2 separate regions of the Hordeum vulgare genome follow, and region 1 is linked to region 2. A link is a contact called in public Hi-C data. All regions are on one chromosome and are shown on one strand. The core of a region is the stretch at or near the end of the contact, and the rest is flanking DNA. Distances in the headings are between cores, read along the strand shown.

Region 1 (6,412 bases), core at 3,681-6,180, 400 kb before region 2:
CGCATCCCTCGTGTGCCAGCACAAAGCCCAGGTGTCAATACACCTGGGTACGTGTCGATGCCACCTTGATGCAGGTCAGGAGGGCCTGACAAGGCATTTATTGCCCCTGATACCGCGGTAGATAGATAGGGGTGAACCTTGTTCACTATGCAACTCGTGAAACCACTTCAGAGCACTATTGGTGACCCTTTTGCCTATAAAAAAGGCCCAAAGCTCAGTTCTAGGGGGTTGGACCTTTTGGGGTTTAAACTCTTTGATCACCAACTAATAACTGTAGCAAATAACCCTACAGTAAGCACCCAATACAAACAAAGCAGGAGTAGGGTTTTACGCGCCAATCGGCCCGAACCAGGGTAAACGACCTTGCCGGTGCTGATCGCTAGTTCCGCTCTTGGCGCCACCTCTCTCCCTCCGCCGAACGATCAAGGGATCTTCGGCCACCAAAGTTAAGTGCCCCCCCCCCCCCCCCCCCCCCCCCCCGCCATTTTTCAGGTTATGATTTGAAGTCTTGTTTGAGTAGTCCTACTTGTATTTGGTGGACGTACATATATATTGTGTTAAAAGCAGATGTAACTTCATTATTTTCACCTTATTATTAGATGCCTCTTCGACCTTTATAAGGACCCTGCAGTTTGTGATGTTGTAATTTTTCTTTCATCAAATGCACTACAAAAAAATCATTCTATGATGAGCGCCCCACGAAGGTAGATATGTACCCGGCATAGGGTTTGCCGGCTGTAAACCTTGGTAAAGTGCACTTGGCATACACCTGGCATGGGTTTTGCTGAATATATTTATTGGTTTTTGAAAGGAATATTAAGATTCGTATGTTCAATTGAAATTTATCTCCAAAAGCTCATTCTAGAATATTTGTATATACATTCCTCTTTATGAACATCTTTTATAAATTATACTAGGACATGGATTTTAAATTCCAGGTCCTTTGAGTATACCTTTGAGCATACTCACATTTATATTTGATGACGACACATGCGTTGCACGTGCATGATTACTAGTTATCAATTCAAAGTACTAGTCGAATTAACAAGAAAACAATGCACTCAAGTCTGCTAATAACCATCACTGTGGTGTTTAAAGATCACAGATCGTTCAGTCCAAAAAATATACACTTAACAATTCAAACTCGTCACCAACTCATAACCTACCATAGACTATGTCACTATACAATGATCACCTGTATACTGACATCCACAAACTAAGAAAATGTCAGATTCCATCCAGAACTTATCTAACCTACCAAAACCGACTGCTTTCTTTTGATTCACATTCACTTTGCGTTGGCGAGCAACCTTAAGACGTTGCGCATCTTCGGCCGAGCATCGGGAGAGAAAGTAACACAGGAGAGCGCAATATTGAGGACTGACAGCATCTGACTGTGAACACCAACTGAAGTCCTTGAGACCCTGGTGTCAAGGACCTGCTCCCTTTGCTCAGGCCTAGCTGAAAGACTGAGAGCCCACTTGGCTAGCTCCATGCCATCACTGACAGATGGTTTCCCTGTCAAGAGCTCCAGTAAAATGACTCCAAAGCTATACACGTTGCCAGCCATCGTCAACCTCATGGTGTATGCATACTCTGCAATCAAAATTCGGTGACATTTGATCTTAGTCTATATGAACTTCTCTGAGTTACTGAAATAACTGAACCAAAATCTGCAAGATTGTCGCGGGGGCTTGGGCACAGGTTGAGAAGCTTGTTTGCCTCAGAGCAGTTATCCGTTTGAACTATTATTTGCCCAGTTGAGACACTTTAGTTTGGATGGCAGCTTTCAACATAACGCTGATAAAGCATGGGCTTGGGTGTCTAAATTAAACGAGTGAAAGAGGTAGCATTCCACTGAAACACTTCAGGAAATAAGATGGTACTTCAAGTTTAGGCCAAACAATGGGACAGGTGGAATTTGGAGGTACTATTCACGCATATTTGTAGTCAAGCACATTAAGAAAAATTTCTACAAACAAGAAACAGACGACATGAAGTGTTTGTAAATAAAACATAGCAGAAAATATCCATTTCTCAAAGAAAAATCAACAAGTTGACAATAGCTGCTCAAACTGAATCAGAATATGAGGATACGTGTTTTACCTGGTGGAATATAGCCGACTGTGCCAGCAATGGTTGAAAGGCTCCCGCTACTTTTAGAAGGATCGATAATTTTGTAAAGCTCAATATCTCCTATCTGAGGCTCGTTTGTTGACTTCAAGTGGATAGTCCTCGTCGACAGATCAAGAAGCAGAACCGGCTGAGTGCGCCCATGAAGAAAGGTCAACCCTTGGGCCACCCCCAAAGCAATGCTATACCGTGATGTCCAGTCCAGAACATGTGACCTTCCATCATGTAGTAAGTCGAACACCGTGCTCTTGTACACATGCTCATAGAGGAGGTACGCATTGTCTTCTGTCAAGACATAGGCCAATGGCACCATGACACTGGAATTGCTTAGCTTGCCAAGTACCTCAAGCTCATGGCCAAATTTCTCTTGGCTACCAACGTGGAATATCTTGTCACTCCAATCAAGCTTCTTCACAGAGTAGATTGATCCATTTGGCATCATGGCCTTGTAGTAGGTGCAGAACCTTGTCTTCAGGAATATGTTGTTGGGATTGGAGACTGCTTTCACTGCATACCTAAAATCAATTCCAGATGTGTGCACACTGCTCATTGTTATGAAGTGGCCGTCAATGACTTGACACACACCCACTTCAGTTGATGGTCCTTCGTCTTCCACACGATAAATTCTCTTGGACAATGCGAACATAACAATAGCAGCCAGCAAGCACAGTCCAACAAGAGAACTGACAATAGCAACAATAATGACAACAGTATGTGTCCTTGTCTTCCTACTAGTAGGAGAGTCATTACTGCTTTCCTTGCCATTTGTAAGATCAGGATTTCCAGTGCTATCAACAGTCACACTTGAACGGAATGCAGGAAGGGACCCAGAGAGGTGATTATAAGATAGCACCAACTTTGTCAAGCTCTGTAGACCCTCAAGTGAGGATGGCACTGGACCAGACAAGTTGTTGTATGAAAGGTCAAGGATCTCTAAATCTTTTAAAACACCGACATTTGAAGGAATAGATCCACTGAGATGATTGTGACTAAGATTGAGAACTGCGCTCAAACTGGTCGGCATTGTTGGGATGGTACCAGTGAGGGAATTATCTGCCAGATTGAGCTCAATTAGAGACTGCAATGAACTGACTGACACTGGAATGGCACCGCTGATCTTGTTCCCTTGAAAATTCAAGTTGGAAAGCTTTGGAAGGTTGAAAATTCCCATTGGTATCTCTCCCGTGAATGAATTCAGACTAAGATTCAAAGTGTTCAGGTTTGTTAAATCAGAAAATGTACTTGGGATAGATCCCCTGAGATTGTTCATTTGAAGCTTCAGAACTACCAGCTTGTCAAGGTTACTGATTGCATCAGGCACTTGACCCTGAAAATGGTTCGATGCCAGATTCAACAAGGACAAGTTCCTGCATCTTCCAAGCTGTGAAGAGATATTTCCCATCAAGTGATTGTTGTCCAACTCAAGATAAGCCAGGGCCAAGGCATCACCTATGGTGTCCGGGATGGTCCCATTGAGCTTGTTATCACCAAGCCTCAAGCGGTAGAGGTGTGAAGATAAGTTCCTAGGAATTGGTCCTTGGAGGTAATTGCTGGAGAGATCAACAGTCTCCAATCCCGCGGGGCCGAGGAGATCAGAGGGGATCTCCCCACTCAGACCATTATAACTCAAATCCAACATCTTCACATGCTTTGTAATACCACTAGGGACAGAACCAGTAAAATTGTTCTGATTAGCCGCAAACCGAGTGAGCGTCATGACATTCGACAAGCTCGCCGGTATTGCTCCAGTCAGGTTATTACCAGAAAGGATTAAGGTCCTGAGCTTGGGCAGCTTCCGGAACTCATCAACGACATCACCAGTGAAACTGTTCTGACTAAGATCCAACAGGGTGAGGTCTGAATAACTGAACAGACTGCTTGGAATTGAATCACTGAAACTATTACGAGACAACACCAACTCCTCCATAGAGCTAGCCATTCTTAGAGGGACAGCACCCACCAAATAATTGGAGCTGAGGTTCAGGCTCCTCAACCTAGGCATAACACTCAATTGGGTGGTCACAGTACCAAGGAAGGAATTGAAGGAGAGATCAAGAACCTCGAGTCGAGAGAAACCGGAGAGATGGCCTAGTCGTCCCGACAGACGGTTGCTGCTGAAATTTAGCACCCGCAACCCGGCAGTCATGGGGCAAGGAGAGAAATGGCCCGTCAAATTGGCGAAATAGTTATTGGAGAGATCGAGGGAGTGTAAGGTGTCGAGAGAGCATAAGGAGGCAAAGAGCGTGGAGTTGGATATGGAGTAGCCAGATAAATCGACTTTGGTCACCACCAAGAAGGAACTGGAGTTAGAAGGGGAGCAACCGATTCCCCTCCATAGGCATGGATTGGAGACGGTTGTGTTCCACCCGGCTGAGCCCACAGAGCGCGAGAGATCCCTCATGATGGATTCCTGCGTGTTGTTTAGAGGAAGGGGCGGGTTGCCGGCGGCGGCGGCGATGGACAGATGGAGGCAGAACAAGGTGAAGAAGGAGAAGAGCGGTAGCGGCACCGAGAAGCCATGGGTAGAGGAGCAGGAACAGTACCTCTTCCCGTCCCCCATGGCCGGCGACCCTCGGCCTTTTCTCTTGATTCAATTGGCTCCCTGCTGATCCTGGCCGGCTGGAGCAATAGGCCAAAGGGACTCCCCTAGGCTTCGGGTTTCTGGGAGGCCATGGCTGTGTGGTGCTCGTGCCCTCGGGTTTTGGTCGACATTTGTGGATTCGAGTTCGAGACGAGGGTTGTAGTTGTAGAGAGGGAAAGGGGAGACTGCAGTTGTCCAGTCTTTGCCTCTTGCGAGACGGAAGAGGATCTTCTCTGTTTGGGTCCAGAGTTTTTTTTTTTTTTTTTGGTGGGAAAAAAAAATCTGAGTTGACTGACTCACTCACTCACTGACGTATTTGGTGGGGTGACCAAAACCTGAGTTTTATTTTTCGAAAGAGAAAACACGAAACCTGAGGTGAGAACCCTTGTTGTGTGTGGTTTTCTCGCTTGGATTTGCAGTTTTGCATGCTAAATTCTGAGGGCCAATCATGAACGCCATGTCTTGCATGAAATTTACTTCATCTGTATCATAATAGCATTCTGTTCTAAAATAAGTGTTTTAACTTTGTACTATCTCTAGTACAAAGTTGTATTAAACTTAAAACACTTATTTTAAAACGAAGGAAGTACTTGTTATTGGAAAAAAAAACTAGTCTGGTTCTCATCAACAATAAATATATAGGAACAGCGGAAGAAATTTACTCCCTCTGTATCGTATTGTCGTTGGAAAGAATTAGTCTGATTCTTTCCAACAACAAATATTTAGGAGCGGAGGAAGAAATTTACTTTCTCAATATCACAATACTTGTTGAAAAAACTAGTCTAATTTTTTTCAACTACAAATCTTACCTACTAATAAAGCAAATATTGCTTCTGCCGTACGTCATTCAAATTGCCCCTAAAGTTCACTAAAATTACCCATCAATGCCTCCTATAAGTCATAAAAACGTTTCAAACAGAAAAATCTCCGGACTGGGCCGGCCCATGTAGGCACCTCCTATATTACGCTCTGGGCGTTGGAAAAAGATGCAGCACACCTGTTTGGGCCAGCCCATTCGTGGGTGCCTGTTTTTTTGGTTTAGTTCTTTTATTTTTATTTTCAGTTCCATTTTGTTTTTTTATACTTTAAATAATTTAGAACTTCAACTAACTTTTCTAAATTTTAAGAAACTGAGAATTTCTAAATAAAATATTCAAAAAAACATAATTTTTTTGAGAATTCAAAAACTACTCAGGAGTTTTGAAAAATGTTTGCATATACAAAAAAATGTTTAAATTTTGAGAAATTGTCCATAAAATATATAATTCAATGATTTCAAACAAAAGTCCGTGTAAAAATCTTAAAAAGAGTTTGTGCCTCTGTTTTTAGTCTCGTTTTTTATTTTAATTTTTCCGTTCCATTTTTTAATTTAAATAATTTATAACTTTGAAAAACTTTTGCAATTTATGAAACTGAGAATTTTGAAATAAAAGTTTGAAGAAAACATAAAATGTTTGTGAATTCAAAAAATACTCGGGGTTTTTGTAAAAATATTCGCATATTCAGAAAAACGTTCATAATTTTGAGAAAAATGTTGGTGAAAACAATAAAAGTCCATGATTTTTAAAAAAAATGTGTATTATTTTTTGAGTGCAATTGAAAAAAATGTTTGCTAATTCAAAAAATGTTCATGCATTTCAAAAAATGTCCTAAAATTTTAAAGACATAATATAATCAGCATCATTGGAGATTTAATTG
Region 2 (6,894 bases), core at 3,292-5,791:
ATAAAGAGCCATGTGGAATGTTTCAAACCTAGGGATATGCAAACTGCTATCTGGTATGCTAGGAGAATGGAAAAGGCTCAACCTTCAGTGCAGGTGGTGCAAACTAAGGGTGTGTTTGGTTGAAGGGATAGGCTAGGGTGGTTGTGGGTATCCCCAATTAGGTGGCTGGGGATAGCCCTTTTTTTTGTTTGGTTGGAAGGGTAGGGTTATCCCTTTTTTTGTTTGGTTGGGAGGATGGGATCCTGCCGCGTCGGCCTCCTCCCGCGCCGGCTGCCTCCCCCCGCGCCGGCCGCCACCCGCGCCGGCCGCCTCCTCCCGTGCCGGCCGCGCCTCCCGCGCCGGCAGCCTCCTCCCGCGCCGGCCGCCTCCCGCGCCGGCCACCCCAGAGTGGTTGCCACCGCCCGCCCGTTTTTGGCGGTTGGCCACATCCCTTTTTTTGGAGAATATTCCCAGCATCTGGTTGACTCTATCCCTCCTCGCCTCAGATCCAAACGCATGGCAACCACAGAAAAAAGTGGTTATCCCTGTCCCTGGGAGGATATCCCTCCAACCAAACACACCCTAAACCTTATATTCCTCAACCAAGAAGGCATGTCTTGTTTGAGCAACCTAGAGTGGAAGGGGCTGCTGTAGGGCAAAACAGAAACTTAATAATACAGCAGGCCAAACAGAACCAAGTGTGCTACAAATGCAGAGAGCCTTGGGTGCCTGGCCATAGACAAGTTTGCAAGATGAGCCAAAGAGCACAGGTGCAAGCCTTGCAAGCACTGGAAGAGGAGGTGCCTGAAACTATCTATGTTACTGATTTTGCTGATCTAGAGTTAGAAAACTTGGACCAAGTTCCAGCTGATGCCATTTTGCAAGTATCTATGTGTCGGGGGGATAACCCCGGGGTAGGCTCATCAAGCCTGCTCCTTCATTTCCGGCCCAAAGGATATGAATATATACAATTTCCTAAGGCCCAAGTCTTCTGGCCGGCTAGGTTGCACCTACCGGCTAGAGGACGAGGCGGCCATCCCTTTGGCCGGCCAGGCAACCCCTGCCGGCTAGAGTCGAGGCGGTTACCTCTTCTGGGCCGGCTTGGTCCAGCCAGCCGGCTAGGAACGAGGCGGCCGCGCCCAAGCTGGCTGGCCAAGCAGGCTAGCCGGCCGAGGATCACAAGTCACATCAGATCGTAGGTCAGGATGAGACCTTACGATTAAAGGTAGCTACGCGTCAGCAAAGGTACTGGATCGGGGCGTCCGGCAGGTACGAGCGTCGGCGGCCACGCCGCTGACCTACCCCGGCTCTGATCCATCACCTAGCATAGTGTCGGACCGTCGCACTCCCACTCCATTACTGCACTCGGCGTGGGGAACAGTGAAGGCGGTCGTACTACTTGCCCATGACGAATCTCGCTGGACGACGCTTGACGTACAGCGCGTGCTCGGCGTCAACCTTACGCGAGAGGTTCATTGGCCAGCCGGCGGGTCCCACTGCAAATCGAGACCATGCAGCCGGCGGGCCCCTCAAGCGACAAGACAAGACTCTAGTTGGCCCCTGGCCAGCCGGCGAGGCTGCTAGCCAGGTCCCACACTTGTACCCTTTATCCATATTGTAGGCCGGCGGGTTCGTCTATAAAACCCCCCGGTCGCCCTCCATGCAGGGGGGCCGATCATTCCACGGACGAACAACACTACACACTCACCAACCACATAGAGAGAGACAGAGACGAGCCGGCTGCTCCCCTCTTCCTCCTCCCAACACAGCTCCAGGAGCAACTCTGTACTCTGTTCATACACATCAAACACTCCAGCAGGACTAGGGGTCTTATCTCTAAGGAGAGCCCTGAACCTGGATACATCGTGCGTTTCATGCTTGTACCAACGTCGTTCTCAGCGCCCTCTTTTGTCCCTTCGGTTCTCACCGACTTTAGCCTACCTATGGCATATGTTGTGAGTATTCACCGACATTTGGGGCCCACCGTGGGGCCGATCGCGGCATCGGCTGGCTTTACGCGCTGGGCGAGGCCCCGCACCTACACCACCGGATGCATCGCGTCCGGATCAGTTTGCATGCCCATGGAGCCCGCTTTCGACGAGGCAACACCGATGATGATCGACGTCCCCGTCCGCCATGCGGATTCAGACGAAGATTCTGATGACGAGGCGCTTCCTAGCGTTGTCGTCGCTGCTATGGAGAACCTCAGCATCCTCTTCAGCGATCTACGTCTCAATGACGGTCCGTGCTACTTCGGCGAGGACTTCGACGTTGAGGCGCTCTGCGCCAGCTTCAGCAGGCTCTCTATCACTGAGACGCCTGCCAATGACGTATATCCTAGCAACGTCCTCGTCTTCGACGGCCCTCCGCCGTCGGTGGGGTTCTTCACCCCATACCACGTTGCTGCCGTCTCCAACGCCGTGGAGGTGATGGTTATCGGCGCCGGCACCAGCACGGCTCACGGCAAGGCGTCAACAGATGCTGGTGACCCTGTTGCTGCCACCGCCGATACCCAGTTCGAGCCACCGCCTCCAGACTCCACGCGTTGGCGAAGGCACTTCGACGGCTAGAAGATGCGGACAGGACTGGGAGCCGGCATCGTCTTGATGTCTCCGAAAGGGGACCAGCTCAAGTATGCTCTCCAGATCCACTTCGCCGCCTCCAACAACGTCGCCGAGTACGAAGCACTTGCTCACGGCCTCCGGCTCGCCAAGGAGATTGGCATCCGGCGGCTCATATGCTTCGGCAATTCAGACTAGGTGGTACAGCAAGTCTCTGGCGAATGGGACGCCAGGGACGCCAACATGGCAAGCTTCCGCTTCCTCATCCAGCAGCTCAGCGGCCCCTTCGAAGGCCGTGAGTTCCACCACATTCCCAAGGCAGAAAATGAGGCGGCTGATACACTGGCAAAGATCGGCTCCACGAGACAGGCTATTCCAGCCGGCGTCTCCCTCGAGCAACTCTATAAGCCGTCTATCAGGCCGTCTCCCGAGTAGGCATCGATCTTCGTGCCGACTGACTCTGCGGTGCAAGCGCCGTCGGCTCCACCAGCTACGCCGGCCGCAGCTCCTAGGCCGGCTACGCTGGCTATGCCGACTCCAATAGCGGCACCAGCCGAGTCCACGGTGCAAGCGCCGTCGGCTCCACCAACTACGCCGGCTACAGTTTCTGTGCCGGCTACGTTGGCCACGCCGACTCCAATACCGGCACCGGCTGCAACAACAACTCCGGCTCCGCCTGGCCTCGAATCCTATCATCTCGACACCCAGTGGGTGGACGTCATGGAGGTAGACGGCGAGCCAACTGCCGCAGCAACACCAGAGACACCTTGTCTCGAGTCCACGACCGCGGCTCCATCAAGCTCGGGGGCTGCAGAAGCCCCTAACAGTCAGGTCGAGGCGGAGGCAACCCTTGTGTCGGCTCCGTCATGGGCTCAAACTATCCTGGCCTTCCTCCTCCGCGGCGAACTTCCTCAGGACGAGGCGGAGGCGAGGCAGATCCAGCGCAGGTCTGCAGCCTATGCCATCATCAATCGCGAGCTAGTACGGCGCAACGTGACCGGCGTGTTCCAACGCTGCGTCGAATCAGAAAAGGGACAGGAGATCCTCAGAGACATTCACCAGGGGAATTGTGGGCATCATGCCGCCTCTAGAACCTTGGTGGCCAAGGCGTTCCGCCATAGATTCTACTGGCCCACTAGTTCCAGCCCTTAGAGGCATGTAAATCATGTGTGGGTGAAACCCTAAGCCGCCGGCGGCATGCTCAACTCATTTTTACCCTTTGCTGGGCAATAGATCCATCCCTTGGCCTAACTTGAGTCTCCAAAGTTCGTTGTTATTCGCTAGAGTTTTAGTTCGTCAGTAACTCTGTTCCTGACAGGAAGTCCACCGTGGCATGAGGTCACGATGGCTCCTAAATCCCAATTCTTACTAGGTCCAGCTCCAATGCTTACCTAGGTCTCCCCAATCCCAACCCCAGGGCATGCCCAAGCATCGGGCTCGAATTCCCCAACCCCCCAGTTACTATCCAGAACTATGCAGCATGAATCCCTTGCAGCAACCGTAAGAGCAAGAGAAGGAGAGAGAACGGGGCCGTACTTGTTGGAATCGAAGAGGTTCTTGGAGAGGCAGGCCTGGATGTCGCACGCCTCCTTCTTGCACGGCTCCTTGCTCGGCTGCGCCATCTCGCTCCTCCTCTTTGATTGTAATTTTTGTTGATAGCTTACCAAGATGACCACTTGCTCCTCCTCTTTCTTTTGCTTGCCGCCGCTGCTCCGACGCCGGTGTTGGGGTTTCTTTTGAGAAGAGAAATCGAACCAACAAGTCAAAGAAATCAAAAAATGTTTTTTGAGGGGGTCAAAGAAATCAATTGAAAGACGACAGACGGTGATTCTGTAACGGAGCCGCTAGTTGATTCGGCCCACTCATTCAGCCCAGAGTGAGTGAGACTGGGCTTGGGCTCTGCCCAGCCCATCTCGCGCTCCGTTGTGTGGCGACGCGACTAGCGAACGGAGCCGCTAGCGACGGTGATTCTTGTTCAACCGAGGGAGGATAAGAGGAGATCGAGCCAGAGAGAGAGAGAGAGAGAGAGCGCTTTTACTGAGGTGATGGAGCTGCTGCGGATACCACCATCCCTACCGATGCTTGGAGGTAGGATGGTAGACCCACTTGCTCCGTCGCTTGCCGATTCATGCTTCCACTAGTAGATGTCACTTGCCTACCACCTGCTTGTGTAAATGCCCAGGCGTAACTAGGTCCCCAGTTTACCAGAGTTCTTGGTATCCTTTTGCTGCTCATTTAGTCTGTTTTCTGTTTATACGTGTATGGCAGTAACCTGACCTCCATAACATATTTAGACAACTGCCTGCCACGTCTCTCAGGAAGGGCGTTTCCTTTGCTCAGACAGTACCGTGTCTATGGAACACATCATCCCCTGACCTGGAGCAGCTTACTAACCACCGGGAGAAATCAGAACCTGAATGGGGGTCGGTTTGCACAGTGTGCAGCGAGTCACAATGGAGCTTCTGTCTCACATGTAAATGGTGCTCCAAAGGATTCGTCTTTGCCGGGTAGTTTGCTTCGTGATGCTCGCATCCTCTATTGTGCATCTCCTGCCATGGGTCATAACAAGGTAAGCTATCTCTAATGCTTCGCTGATTTCACATCCAGGTCACAAGTATTTGTATGTATATATAGATGCTGGGTGATTTGAAGTACTAAATTTGATCAAACTGAGGGGAATAAAGGTATCCTATCCAACTATGTTTTGTAACTTCAATCTGTCAAGAGAATAACTTACTGTCGAGCTATATTATATACAATCTTTGCTTAGGGACATCCTGGTATCAAATCATACTGTATAAGTTGTGTGTCCAAACTCCAAAGTGTAAATTATGTAAAACAAATGGTACATCGTAGCATAATCATGACATGTCAAATTGTATTGTCTAATTTATATACTAATATACTTATATAATGATATTTAGGAAGCACATCCAGAATCAAACAAAAGAGTGCCAGCAATAGTTGATGCTCTCGAAAAATTGGAGCTTACATCGAAGGTATGTAAGCAAAATAGAACCTTGGATTCTTATAACTTTTGTAATATTACATTTTATAAGTTTTAACAGATTTTTTTTGCCCTTATCTTTTAAATTTCTCCGAGTGCGTATACTTTAGTTAAAAGTGGCATGCTCTATTTTGTTCCAAAAGTATGCAGTTGCATGTTCTTGCATGATAAAAATGGACTATAGTGATAGGTAAACAATAATAAGAAGAAGATACTCCCTCCGTTCCATATTAGTGGTCGCTGATTTAGTACAATCTGTTAAGCTTCATGCATGAGCCAACGCAATCAATAGTCCGGATAGACTTAGAGGTATGGCTCAAGAGGCCTATATGTGGACACAGAGGGGGCAGCAGCAATTTCTGAATAAATTGCGAAAGCCAGGACTTGAATTCCAAGACCTTAGCTCTGATACTATGTTAAGCTTCATGCACTAGTCAACGCAACCAAAATTCTCAACTGATGGAAAGGGCTTGGCAATCCACATATACACTTCAACACAAGCGACAACTAATATGGAACGGAGGGAGTACAATTTAAGTGTTTTCAGTTAAATCTCGATAAGTTTTGCATATTTCTTTCTCATATCCTCATCTGTACTCTATCACATCTCACTGGAAAAAATCAATGTTCTGACATGAGCTTGTAACTATATGACATCTTATTTGTTTTGTATTCAGCATCGGGGTTCACAGATTCTTGAAATCCGAAATTTCTACCCTGCTTCACTTGATGATGTTGCACGAGTTCATTCAAGAACATACATCACTGGACTCGAAAAGGTAATTGCCATCAAGTGTTCTTATTATTGTCGTAGCCTTACTTTGCAGAGAAGAAAAAGAAGAATCCAGGGCAATTGCTTCTGATCTGCATTACCTTTCCCAACTTAAAGAATTAAAATCTTGTTAGTTGGAAATATATCAAATCGACTATAAAAAAATACAGCTTTAGAGACCTCTCTGGATGGCTCTCGGATCTCAAGTTCGAGCCAGGGCTGGCCTTTGAAGCCTTCATCTGGAAAGAATATGGAGTTTGCATCAATCATTTTGAGGGAGGAAAGCATCGGGAGTTCATCATGGTCGCTGAGTTCCCTCGATCCAAGATTCGCATCAACCCTGAATCGGTTAGTCTTATCCTTCAATCTTGCCTGGGGGGTCATGCATCCCGCTTCAAAGCTACCTGCTGCAAAATTGGTCTTTCAAGTTCAGTGTTTCTTCCAAAGAAGTTGGATTTGCTATTATTAAAGGAGGAAATATTGCCTCAGATCTGTTTAATCTTGGTTTTCTTCTTTGGGGCAATGGTGGCCTGGATTTCAAAAAAGAATTCCGTCTCTATCAGCAAGAACTTGAT

Evidence for each region. A called contact is a pair of places that touch in the nucleus more often than the background predicts.
Region 1: a Hi-C map of leaf shows a contact between it and region 2, with 6 times the contacts expected there. The contact joins the promoter of LOC123395724 here to the promoter of LOC123399874 in region 2. A contact is called at or near these places in 3 of 6 Hi-C or Micro-C datasets (leaf and seedling) and 1 of 1 datasets of contacts at active chromatin or transcription factors (embryo).

Annotation. Positions count from the first base shown.
Region 1 is chr5H:248,820,558-248,826,969 of MorexV3_pseudomolecules_assembly, reverse strand. LOC123395724 (LRR receptor-like serine/threonine-protein kinase RGI5) reads right to left here and starts at 4,930. Exons shown (of 2, transcript XM_045090750.1): 1 at 2,107-4,930; 2 at 1,069-1,596. The coding sequence starts at 4,693. The coding sequence ends at 1,289.
Region 2 is chr5H:248,420,552-248,427,445 of MorexV3_pseudomolecules_assembly, reverse strand. It overlaps LOC123399874 (histone deacetylase 14), which reads left to right and starts at 4,541. Exons shown (of 9, transcript XM_045094256.1): 1 at 4,541-4,628; 2 at 4,859-5,109; 3 at 5,465-5,539; 4 at 6,225-6,326. The coding sequence starts at 4,586. It overlaps LOC123399876 (cx9C motif-containing protein 4), which reads right to left and starts at 4,456. Exons shown (of 4, transcript XM_045094259.1): 1 at 4,364-4,456; 2 at 4,077-4,273. The coding sequence starts at 4,162.